3 separate regions of the Mus musculus genome follow, and all the other regions are linked to region 1. Evidence: chromatin contacts called from public Hi-C data. All regions are on one chromosome and are shown on one strand. The core of a region is the stretch at or near the end of the contact, and the rest is flanking DNA. Distances in the headings are between cores, read along the strand shown.

Evidence for each region. Hi-C and Micro-C count contacts between places; a contact is called where the count stands out from the background.
Region 2: a contact with region 1 is called in a Hi-C map of the N1E-115 cell line, with 6 times the contacts expected there. The contact joins two enhancer-like sites. A contact is called at or near these places in 4 of 484 Hi-C or Micro-C datasets (the N1E-115 cell line, Th1 cells, adipose-derived mesenchymal stem cells and 1 more).
Region 3: a contact with region 1 is called in a Hi-C map of the N1E-115 cell line, with 3 times the contacts expected there. The contact joins two enhancer-like sites. A contact is called at or near these places in 2 of 484 Hi-C or Micro-C datasets (the N1E-115 cell line and Th1 cells).

The regions. Positions count from the first base shown.
Region 1 is chr13:91,311,819-91,315,358 of GRCm38.p6, forward strand. No RefSeq gene overlaps it. Among named protein-coding and RNA genes, the nearest start is that of Gm41014, 36 kb to the left of the region's middle. Within about 2 kb of position 1,548, at least 13 of the 459 cell types and tissues checked have an H3K27ac peak or open chromatin away from gene starts, as enhancers often do. A contact at or near this core is called in the N1E-115 cell line, where this site is marked.
Region 2 is chr13:90,965,735-90,969,274 of GRCm38.p6, forward strand. The region is part of intron 5 of Atg10 (autophagy related 10); the gene reads right to left. Among named protein-coding and RNA genes, the nearest start is that of Gm46434, 36 kb to the left of the region's middle. Within about 2 kb of position 1,902, at least 26 of the 459 cell types and tissues checked have an H3K27ac peak or open chromatin away from gene starts, as enhancers often do. A contact at or near this core is called in the N1E-115 cell line, where this site is marked.
Region 3 is chr13:91,634,244-91,637,783 of GRCm38.p6, forward strand. The region is part of intron 4 of Ssbp2 (single-stranded DNA binding protein 2); the gene reads left to right. Among named protein-coding and RNA genes, the nearest start is that of Gm22778, 87 kb to the right of the region's middle. Within about 2 kb of position 1,513, at least 65 of the 459 cell types and tissues checked have an H3K27ac peak or open chromatin away from gene starts, as enhancers often do. A contact at or near this core is called in the N1E-115 cell line, where this site is marked.

The DNA of each region.
Region 1 (3,540 bases), core at 298-2,797:
AATGGGATATAAATAGAATACATGTGTAACAGAAAAGAACTTTAAAAATACGTAGAAGTTGCTAAACACATGAAACTCAAGGAGAATGAAGACTGAAGTGTGGACACTATGCCCCTCCTTAGATTTGGGAACAAAACACCCATGGAAGGAGTTACAGAGACGGAGTTTGGAGCTGAGATGAAAGGATGGACCATGTAGAGACTGCCATAGCCAGGGATCCACCCCATAATCAGCATCCAAACGCTGACACCATTGCATACACTAGCAAGATTTTATTGAAAGGACGCAGATGTAGCTGTCTCTTGTGAGACTATGCCGGGGCCCAGCAAACACAGAAGTGGATGCTCACAGTCAGCTAATGGATGGATCATAGGGCTCCCAATGGAGGAGCTAGAGAAAGTAGCCAAGGAGCTAAAGGGATCTGCAACCCTATAGGTGGAACAACATTATGAGCTAACCAGTACCCCGGAGCTCTTGACTCTAGCTGCATATATATCAAAAGATGGCCTAGTCGGCCATCACTGGAAAGAGAGGCCCATTGGACTTGCAAACTTTATATGCCCTAGTACAGGGGAATACCAGGGCCAAAAAGGGGGAGTGGGTGGGCAGGGGAGTGGGGGTGGGTGGATATGGGGGACTTTTGGTATAGCATTGGAAATGTAAATGAGTTAAATACCTAATAAAAAATGGAAAAAAAATACGTAGAAGTTACATAATTCAAAATTTCCGAGGAGAAATAGCAGGCTTTGAGAAAATAGTGACTGGGAAAATCAATGTATGTGAATAACTTGACAAGCCAGGGTCTGTTGGGCTGGTGTTACCCAGTGGCTGCTGATCTCTGAAGATCCTCCACTATACCGACAGGAAGAGATGCACTTCCACAGACTGGTTATTTCAGAGCTTCTGGTCCACTCTTGATCTTTTCCCTTTGCCATTTTTATCAATTCTTTTAAAATGAAAATATGATTTCTATGTTGTTCCCAAGAGGCATAACTCTTAAGATTGTACACACACACATACACAATACACACACACACCTGTTGTGTTTCCAGTGTTATCAGAAAATGCATCTCATGAAAGCTTAAATATCTTCCCTTCTTCATTTATTTCTCTATATCTGCTTCCTTCCCGGAGTCTTTCTATGTACCTAACTTGTTCTCAAACTCAAAATTCTCCTGTCTCCCCAGTTTTGAGATTACAAGTGTGTGCCCCCATGTCCATGCTCTTGCATCATTTTGATAGTAAGGAACTACAAACTCCCTAGCCCCACTGCTCTAGGCAGGAAGCCAGTCGTCACTGTCACCCCTGACTGGGTTCTTTCCAAGCTTGTTTCCTCACAGAATACTTCTCTGCTAGCATAGTACCAGGTCCCTTGGACCTCATTTGCTGTCATTCAGTGACAGTCATAAAACCTACAACACCCCACCCAGGTCTTTGACCCGTGGGACTGAAAACAATATTCAGGCTCTATCTAGGTCTCTACTCAGGTTCTTCGGCTTACGTTTCCATTAACTGCTACACTCAGCTGGCAGATGTCCCTCAGTACACATAGCAGATACAGCAGTGATGTGTGACTCAGCCCCATTCTTGGCCATGAATCTTGTCTCCTGCATCCTTCTAGATATGTGTGCTTTTGGTGGAAGAAATGGCTTAATCATAATACCAGTACCTTGCTGACTATAACTGGGTACCACCTTGCTGACCATATTGGGGTACCACCTGAGACCTTCCTCCTACTCTGAGTCTGTGCCTGGCCTTGGGCCATCTCCAGCTCTGTCTGCTTCTCAGGCAGTGATGCCTTCTCCTCCTTAAAAGCAATTCCTGGGCATTCTTTCCACCCTGGTTTCTCATCCATCTTCCCAACTTTGTCTATATCTACAATGAAATTTCTTCCTAGCAGGAATGAAAACGGGAAACTGTCCCTTCCTCAGTTTCTCATTTCTGTGGTTTGCCCTGGTTAACCCTGGCACTCTTCTTAAAAGAGGTATCAAATTATTCTATAATATGTTAACTAGCAAGTATAAAGTTATACATGTTCTATGCTTTTCTTTTTAAAAGTTACATTTCTGTGAAATGGCACTGTTTAAGAACACAGACCTCCAGTTAGGATGACCGACTTCAGAAAGCCAGCCTACTTATGACAGAGAGTGACTTTCTCAAGAGCAACATCAAGAAGGTCTGAATCCTGACAGTCTTTAAGACAATCCCACAGTCTTATTTATTAATTAGCAGGCTTCTCCTCCTGTTAGGTCCTAATGCTTCTGTCACTGAGCTTCTGAGTTTTGGTAGCTGCATGTCTCTACCTACAGAGACTTACTTTCATTTCAACCCTGTTCCCAGATTACTGTACATTCTCTGACAAGACATCTGCAGTATAAACAGCCCTTCCCTCACAACAGCAGCACAGTTCTCTCGGGGAGTCATTCTCAGCACCCTGGAATCTACGAATGGCCTTTAGTTTCTAATAATTAGCTTTCCTCTGTTCCACCATCCTCCAAGTTGCCTTGGAGGCTCGCCACAGCCTCTTTCCGGGGTGGTCTGGTACAGTTCTGAAGTCTGTCCCAATCACCATGCTAAGTTCTGTAATTATATCAGATTCAATTTGGAATTTTAGACCATTACACTTCCTCTTAGGGAATCTATAATGTGATTATTCTTAAACTTTGGGCTTCATGAGTCTCTCCTGGAGGATCTATTTCAAAGGCAGTCTTTTTCCCATGATTCTGACTCAGTGGATCAGGACTGGGGTCCAGGGATCTGCCTCTCCGCCGGTAAGCCCAGGTGGTTCTAACCCACAACAGGAGGATTCTATCCTGTCCCAAAGTGGGTCACGCATACAGTGGTGACCCAGGAGATTTTAACAGTTAAATGTGTTTGCTTCAATTTATACTTCAAAGAGCCTATAGAGCAGCAAAAGAACCACTTCATAAATACCACTTAGAAAATTAAGTAAAAATAGTTAATTAATTTTCAATTAATGATTAGCATTGGTGGAATTTACATGGGCCAAAACTGTGAAGATGGACACTCGTGGTTTGACAAACACACGGACAAGGATGACTGCAGCAAAGATTTAACAAGCTTAGTTTTTAAGCTTCCAGAATATTTACTTTATAGCAACACAAGTCTTTTTAATAGAACTGCTGCATGCCGGGGATTGACCCCAGAGCATTACGCATATCAGGATTGTCCACTTAGGTATTACTATTTATTATTATTATTATTATTATTATTTAATAAAAGCTACACTTTGATTATAGCATGTTTGAATTTTTCATGAAAGGGGAGGGACCACGTTAGAATTGTGCTCCCGCTTACTTATTAACAGGTTTCCATTGCTGACTCTGCACATATTTCTGCATGCCTTCTACCCTCCCTCTCTTGGACTTGCTCCTATTTAATCCCCGCCTCTTCTCTTCCCCTCCTGCCCTCCTTCTTTTCCTCTCCCCTTTCCTCCCTTCCTCCCTCCCTCCCTCCCTCTTCAAGGGTGCTCATTCTCCTTTTTAAAATACCTTTAAATTGGAAACACACTTCCCTCCC
Region 2 (3,540 bases), core at 652-3,151, 350 kb before region 1:
ATTGGGTATCTGATTTAGTTCTCAATAAAATTTTCACTAGTACTTAGATGACTGAAATAACAAATATATTTAAATTTTAATAAATAAAATTTTAATAAAATTTAATAAAAATTACAAAGCAAAAGTAATTTTTGAAGTTACAAGTAACCGCATCATATAGCATATATAAGTATTCCGGCATACTTATATGGACTTTCATCAGTACGTAAATATTTTCTATGTAGCACAGTTTTTCATGTGTGTATAAATCACTAGACTCATTTCACTATCCTACTATTATTATCCCCATCTTATAGATGTAGAGTAAGGAGAAGAAAGTTGAGATGACTCCTCGGAGACTCTCTGTCTCCATATCGGAGGCACATACCTATCTCCTCTGCTCTCTAATACTTAGATCTGGGACATGGGTGCCATAAATGAAGCTGCCACGTTACTCTGTTCAGTGCCCTGGTATGAGCAAAGGCTAAAGGGCAGGGGGCGGGGATTGGAAGGGAAAATCTCTACTTCAAGTGTCTCCACAGTCAGTCAGATTGTTTGAGCGGGTATCTACGAAAGTAGGAGATACAGAAATTCTTTCCCTTAAAGCATTATTCTCATACATCTATTGAGAAGACGGTGAGAACATCAAGGGAACACCCCATTTTAAGGGCCGATGTCTCCTCTATCTATGATACAATAAAAATCAGAGAAAGTTTTGTAAGTCATTTTTAATGCTTTTGATTCTAATTTTAATTAAAATTTAAATAATTTTAACTCCCAAATTTCATCTTAAAATGGCAGTCAGTGTTTCCCTGGAATGACACGAATGCTAAACTGTAACAGCATGGCCGTAATCGTAACTATAATCTACATGGTTGGCTTATAATGATGATATGCAATGCATGAGAAGACAGCAGGTCAATAATGGAGCCGTGCACACAACGCTCCTTTCAAAATCTGTATTTGCATTTCTATTACTGAGATCATTTCCTAATAATGAAGTTGCCATGAGAGAAGTCCCCATTACGAAGGAAGCAGTGTTACAGAAACAGCATTATTAAAGCATCGCTGTGTACAGGAACTTTTATTAGGGTGATACAAGTTATATATCATTGTAATAAAGTTCCTATTATAACTTTAATTGCATAAAGCTGTGTTTGAGTATAGCAATGTGAGAGCTGCAGGACTTTTAATAAACTATCAAAATAATGCTTTGGTAATAGGATTGTTTAGCATAGTAATACTTCAGGGAAGACCAAGCTCACTAATGGATGATGCTTATTTCACTGATTATACATGCTCTATCAAGAATTAAAATGAAAAAAAAATGGGAAAGAGATGAGACATGATCTCTGATGCAATATGCTAATATATGCATGGAAACACACACATTAGTTCTCTTTAATATAACAAATCAATATCTCCAATTCATCTGTTCATGGAAGATTGTAATCTGGAAATATGGCCATCAATGACTATAATAATTAAAAGATTTAATGCTCAGGTTGAAGGCTTGCTGGCAATCTAAATGCTAACAAAAACAATGAGAAAACCTACAAACATGCTGACATATGCTGAAAAGTGCCTGCTAGAAAAATTAGAGACATATGAGCTTTAAGAACTTAAACACACACATGCACACATACCATGAATTGACTTTAAATGATTAATTTCTTCCCTTCAACCAAGAAACAGGGCTATACATTCATTATGTGCACACTCAAAGATGCTTGTACACATTGTCTGCTTCAGAGTTATAGCTACAAGTTAAAACTTCACTTAGGTTCACAACAGGGAACTTTAGTATATTTGTTATTTATGTATTTACACTTTTTTTTTTTTCAAAATTCTCTAATAGAGTCAGTCTTGGGCTGTTCCTCCTGGAAACATGTAGAACATCCGCCAGCAGAGACCGCCAGAGAGCCATCCACCACACTGTAGGCATGGATGCTAGGCTTGCTGCTGAGGAGAAACAGGCAGAGAAGGAGCCCGGCTGTGACAGGCTGACATAAGCTAAGGAGATGGAGACCACAGCCAGTGCTACAACCACCACATCTTCCCCCTCAATAGAGAAGCCAACGTCATTGGTTCTAGACTCCTGTGGCCTGTCTAGGAAGCAACAGCTGGCTAATCTGGAATCTGCTTGAAAAGCTAAGTGCTTTTCTTTATAAGAAAGCATCTCCTTGCCACAATGCCGTCTTCATACTGCCTTCCAGCTGTGAAGGTTCACAAACATGTGGGTACGGTCAACTTAAAACCCAGGATGTTCGTCTTCCCTAGTGACTCACGTGATTCAAAGGCAAACATGAGCAAAAAGCTCCTCTAATGCTATAGCTCTCATGTCTTTGCATTAACTGAGGGGCACTGTAATAGTTAGCTGGTATGGTAGTTTTTAAGATTACAACATTCTCCTTCAAATATGATCTAGCCAAACTACTTTGCACTGGCAATGAGGAAATCTATTTCTTAAATTCACAAATCTTGGAGTCTTTTACTTGGTACATTTTCATACTGAACAAGTACAGGGCTCAATTATTGTGTCAGTTGACTAAACATCTGCATATCTGCTATGTGGTGACACCCACATATTTGTAGAAATATCAGTTTTCATGCATAAAACAAAAAGTTTAAACCATGTAATTTTGAAAAATCTAACTTTCGCATTCCTTTAGTTTTACAGCTGACAACAGACACAGACCTTTTTCTTTAACTCAAGTGAACAACCCATTCTGTCTACTCAAGACCTCCAGAGACACCAACTCCCCATAGTGACAGGAAGAGCCTTTCAGATGAACACCTCCAGAGGCTCAGAAGTTCACTTTCACTGAAGGACTGTTTTGAAATCTCCTTTCACTTCATTGCTCTGACCCCTTAATTCTCCAAAGCATCTTTCAGCACCCCCACCCCCACCCCCACCCAAAGCACAGCTTCCACCAAACACTCCCATTTCTTTTCACCTATTGGAAGTTAGTCCCAAAATGAACTCTGGCGAGCATCTCTCCTCCAGCCGGCTCTAGTTCAGGCTTTTCATTCTTTCTCCGTTTTCATTCACTACAGAAACTCAAATGCTAACCTGATATCATCCCTTGCTCAATCATTTTGGGAACATAAATCTCTGTCAACAACCAATCAGAGCTCTGCGTCACAGGATAATGCCTGATTAATAGATTTGGGGTTTGCCTGGCTAAAAATCTATACCTACATGATAAAGTCTCAACTGCAAAGGTCTCTGTTTTTCTTGTAACTTGGTCCAGACAACTTTTCCAGACCGTCTTTTAGAGTATGCCTAATCACAGAACAGAGAGAAGGCTTCGGTGTGTACCTACCACATACCAAAGCATAATCTAAGCCCTAAACATCCTGCTGGCAAACACAACCACAAAGGTTCTGTGTTGCTCATACTCTCCCAACCCGAGCTGCTGCTGCTCATCCTCACAGCTATGCTGTCCCAGTTAGAGAAGGCTGGCTTTGCCCACACTGTATATTCCTATTGCAACTGTTATGGCTAGCTAGCATTTTCTTACTGCTGTGCCGGTCTTTCTATCTGAAAAATTCTCTCCA
Region 3 (3,540 bases), core at 263-2,762, 320 kb after region 1:
ATAAAGGAAGCACTGTTTCAGCTCAGGGCCTGTTCACTCTGCAACAGGACATATGGCCAAATAGGCACCGTCAGCACGCTGACAGGATGTGAATTCCAAACGTGTGTGTGTTTGTGCTTCCTGCCGTAGGACTGTGGAGTCTAGACAGGATTGGTGGATCGTTCATTACCAGTCAGAGTTTTTACTTTGTAGAGGAGCAGAAAGGAGGTTAGAGACCCAGGGGACAGCTCGGAAGGAGATGTGTTTTGTGGCATCTTCTTCCCTCTTCCCTCTGCCGCTGTCCCTGCAGAATGAAGAGAACCTGAGCAAGATGCAAAGCCAGTTATAGAACGATGACAGCAGAGAGCAGCCAAAGCATGCAGTTTATATGGAATTTATTTTTCTTTACTTATTCTTAAGCAGGAGATTGATTTTAATGAAAATTATATAATTAGGGAATAGATAGTCGAAACCAGGTTAACTACATTGAATTCCAAAGATCTTTAGAGTTACCTTCTAAATGTCCTTTGAACAATATTTTTCAGAAGTAGTCATTTTGAGATGTAGATGTGTTAGTTTTCATTTCCTCCCAGAGTTCCTTTCAGATTTGAAAACCAGTCTACCTCCATCCACAACAGGCATTTCCAACAGACCCAGAAGCTTAAGACCCTCCCAGGCTGTTCACTTGCAGTTGGTACAGCAGAAGTGTAGGTTTTCTACACTTGGGTCTGTGCCCCATTTCACAGAGGTGACATTCCTGTGTGAGTCTTCTGGGCAAGAGCTGACAGAGGCAGAAGGAGAAATGGACGAGCAATAGTTGATATATGAAGGAACGAATAAGAACTGGAAATTAGAGAATGTTCAAAGACAAAGTCAGCAAAGAAAAGAGAATGTTGATGTTTTATTAGTGGAAAATCCTAAGCACATACTATTTAACATCCTCCTGGGTGCTGGAGGTGTATAACATGGCATACCTTGGCTATAGTCGGGAAACTGAAATTTAGAAACTAAAACATCCAACCATGTGTGAATTAAATTAAAAGTGTCTTTGCTGACATCTACAAGGCTAGATATTATTCTCATTTTATTTCCTAATTCATCTAGTCAGTATAATTTTGGTTTCTAGTTATTTCCATTAATCAGCAAAATAAAATTGTATTTTGACGATTCAAAAAAGGTACTGAATACCAATATTAGACCTTGCAGATACCAACAAAGGTAAAGTCAACGTAAACGTATTGCTTTGTATTCTTCATTATTAGAAAACAGAATAGAGTTCGATTAGTTATATGAGATGTTTGAAAATGGATGATAAAGTTTAACACGTAGAAGAAAAATATTGTTTTAAAATAAACAGTAAAATAGAAAAAAAGGCAAACTAGTAATCAATTTGTGGAAAGATAATGAAGAGAAGGATAATGTACTTCAGGATTAAAAAACCAAAACTGTTGAGCCAGTCCCCCAGTGGTGGGCAACGTTTGTGAGGTGGTGGAGAGACTGCTGCTGGGCGCCCTGTGGAGGTGCAGTTTATGATTTATCTGTACACTGGGAACTATTTATCTACATTATTTGGCATCAGACTTCTAACAGCAAGGCCTAGGAAGGGACCAGGCCTCTTCCCTCACTCTCCATCGAGAGAACTCTGCTTTGTAAAACCTGGAAGATTGATTGAAGAGAGCATGTTACTGGAAGGCTGTTCCTCAGGTGGAACTCTCTCCTCAGGAGGGAAAGACAGACTTCAGTCTCCCTGCAGTTTGCTCAACTCTAAAGGGAGGGCCTTGTAAAGGATGTGAAAGTGAAGTGAACATGGAGAAAGTTAGGTGTGCCAGTGAAGTGAAAGGTCTGGAAAATCTTCAATGAGCAAATTCACACCTAAGTCGGGGATATAAAAGGAACAATGACTGTAGTTCTTTCAGAAACACTCTTATATCCAAGGAAGCTGTTTTGCTTTGTTTTGCTGGTTTTGGTTTTGGTTTGGTTTTGCTGGTTTCGGTTTTGGTTTGGTTTTGCTGTTCCTTTTTTTGTTTTGTTTTGGTTTGGTTTGTTTTTTAGACAGGGCCTCACTATGTAACCCTGGCTGGCCTAGAACTTGGTATGTAGACCAGGGTGGCCCTGATCTCACAAAGATCTGCCTGTCTCTATCTTCTAGATGCTGGCAATAAAGGCATGTGTCACCACACCTGCATATTCAAGAAATTTTATTGCTGTATATTTTTAAACTACATTCTTTACATTAAATTGAAGTATATAAAACCATTTGATATGAATTTGTTCTGAAAGGGCAAGTGTGATGCTCACATTGAAAAATACAAAATAGCAAAAAACATGTCAGGAGAATGTAGTCGTCAAAGTCTCAAATATCTACCAGCAAGTAAGAGTTCCTCTGATGACCAAACAGGGCTAACCTTAGAACACAGTGATGACTTAAGTCAGTTACCAGTGCTCATGTTATGTTTCTCAGAGGAAAACCAAATATCTATCAAATGGAAACGAAAGTTTCTTTTCTTATTCCTGAATTTTTGAAAGTTGTTTTTTTGTTTGTTTGTTTTGTTTTACAGGACTAGATTTCTTAATATAGTAAAGCTATCTTCAACCAGCAATCAGACTATTTAAGTGTTTCGAATTATAATTGATATTGCCAGATAGCTACTACCATCATTTTAAGATTTACTTGAAAATGCCTGTATGTGGGTAGTGTGTGTTGTGCTGTCATAACAGTATATCTAAGAACAGAAATTTAGATAAAACCAAGTCTATGTCATAGCCAGGAGACTGGGAAGTCTGAGGCTGAGCACTGCCACCTAGTGGTAGGACGTTCCTGCTGTGTCTTATTTGAGAAAGGCAGAAGAGCACATAGAACAAACTGCCTCACCCGTTCTTTTAAGACCTGTTAGAAAGGGAGAACTCTTATATCCCCATCACCTCTTAAACGTGCTACCTCTTACTTCATTCGCATTGGTAACACATGAATTTGGGAAAAGACATAATTGAAATCATAGAGGCTTAAAATAGTATAGATAACAACATAATAAAACCAGCAATCCTGTTTATTTTTAATCTCCTTTCAGTTTGTAAGTCATATCACCACTTTATTTTTGCAGTTATTACTTTAAAGTTTTATATATTCTTAATATTTTTCTGTTCCACAAAAATGCAGATTTTACATCTTTATTTTTACTATGTAATTAGGACCTGGTTCCCTAGTACTCTTAGTAAATCAAAGGAGCAATTACCTGGCGTATAAAATCTTAATAAATCTGATTATATTTTATGATAGAGTGAATCTTTTTAGCTTCATGTCTGCTTTTTTTGAAACCTCTTAGAGGTATGTGGACCTCCTCTCTACAATATTCAAATAGCAAGGCTAATGATTTAATAAAATGTGTGTTAAGATGCACATTTCTTAAAAAATATTAAGTATGAAAGTAAGTAATTGAATCCAGCAGAAGACACTAAAATGACATGTTTCCATCCTAACGGACGTCTTCCTGATTCAGTTAGCTACAAGAAATATTATAAAATCATAGTGTATGTTTTTCTTTCATTAAGATAAGCTATTAT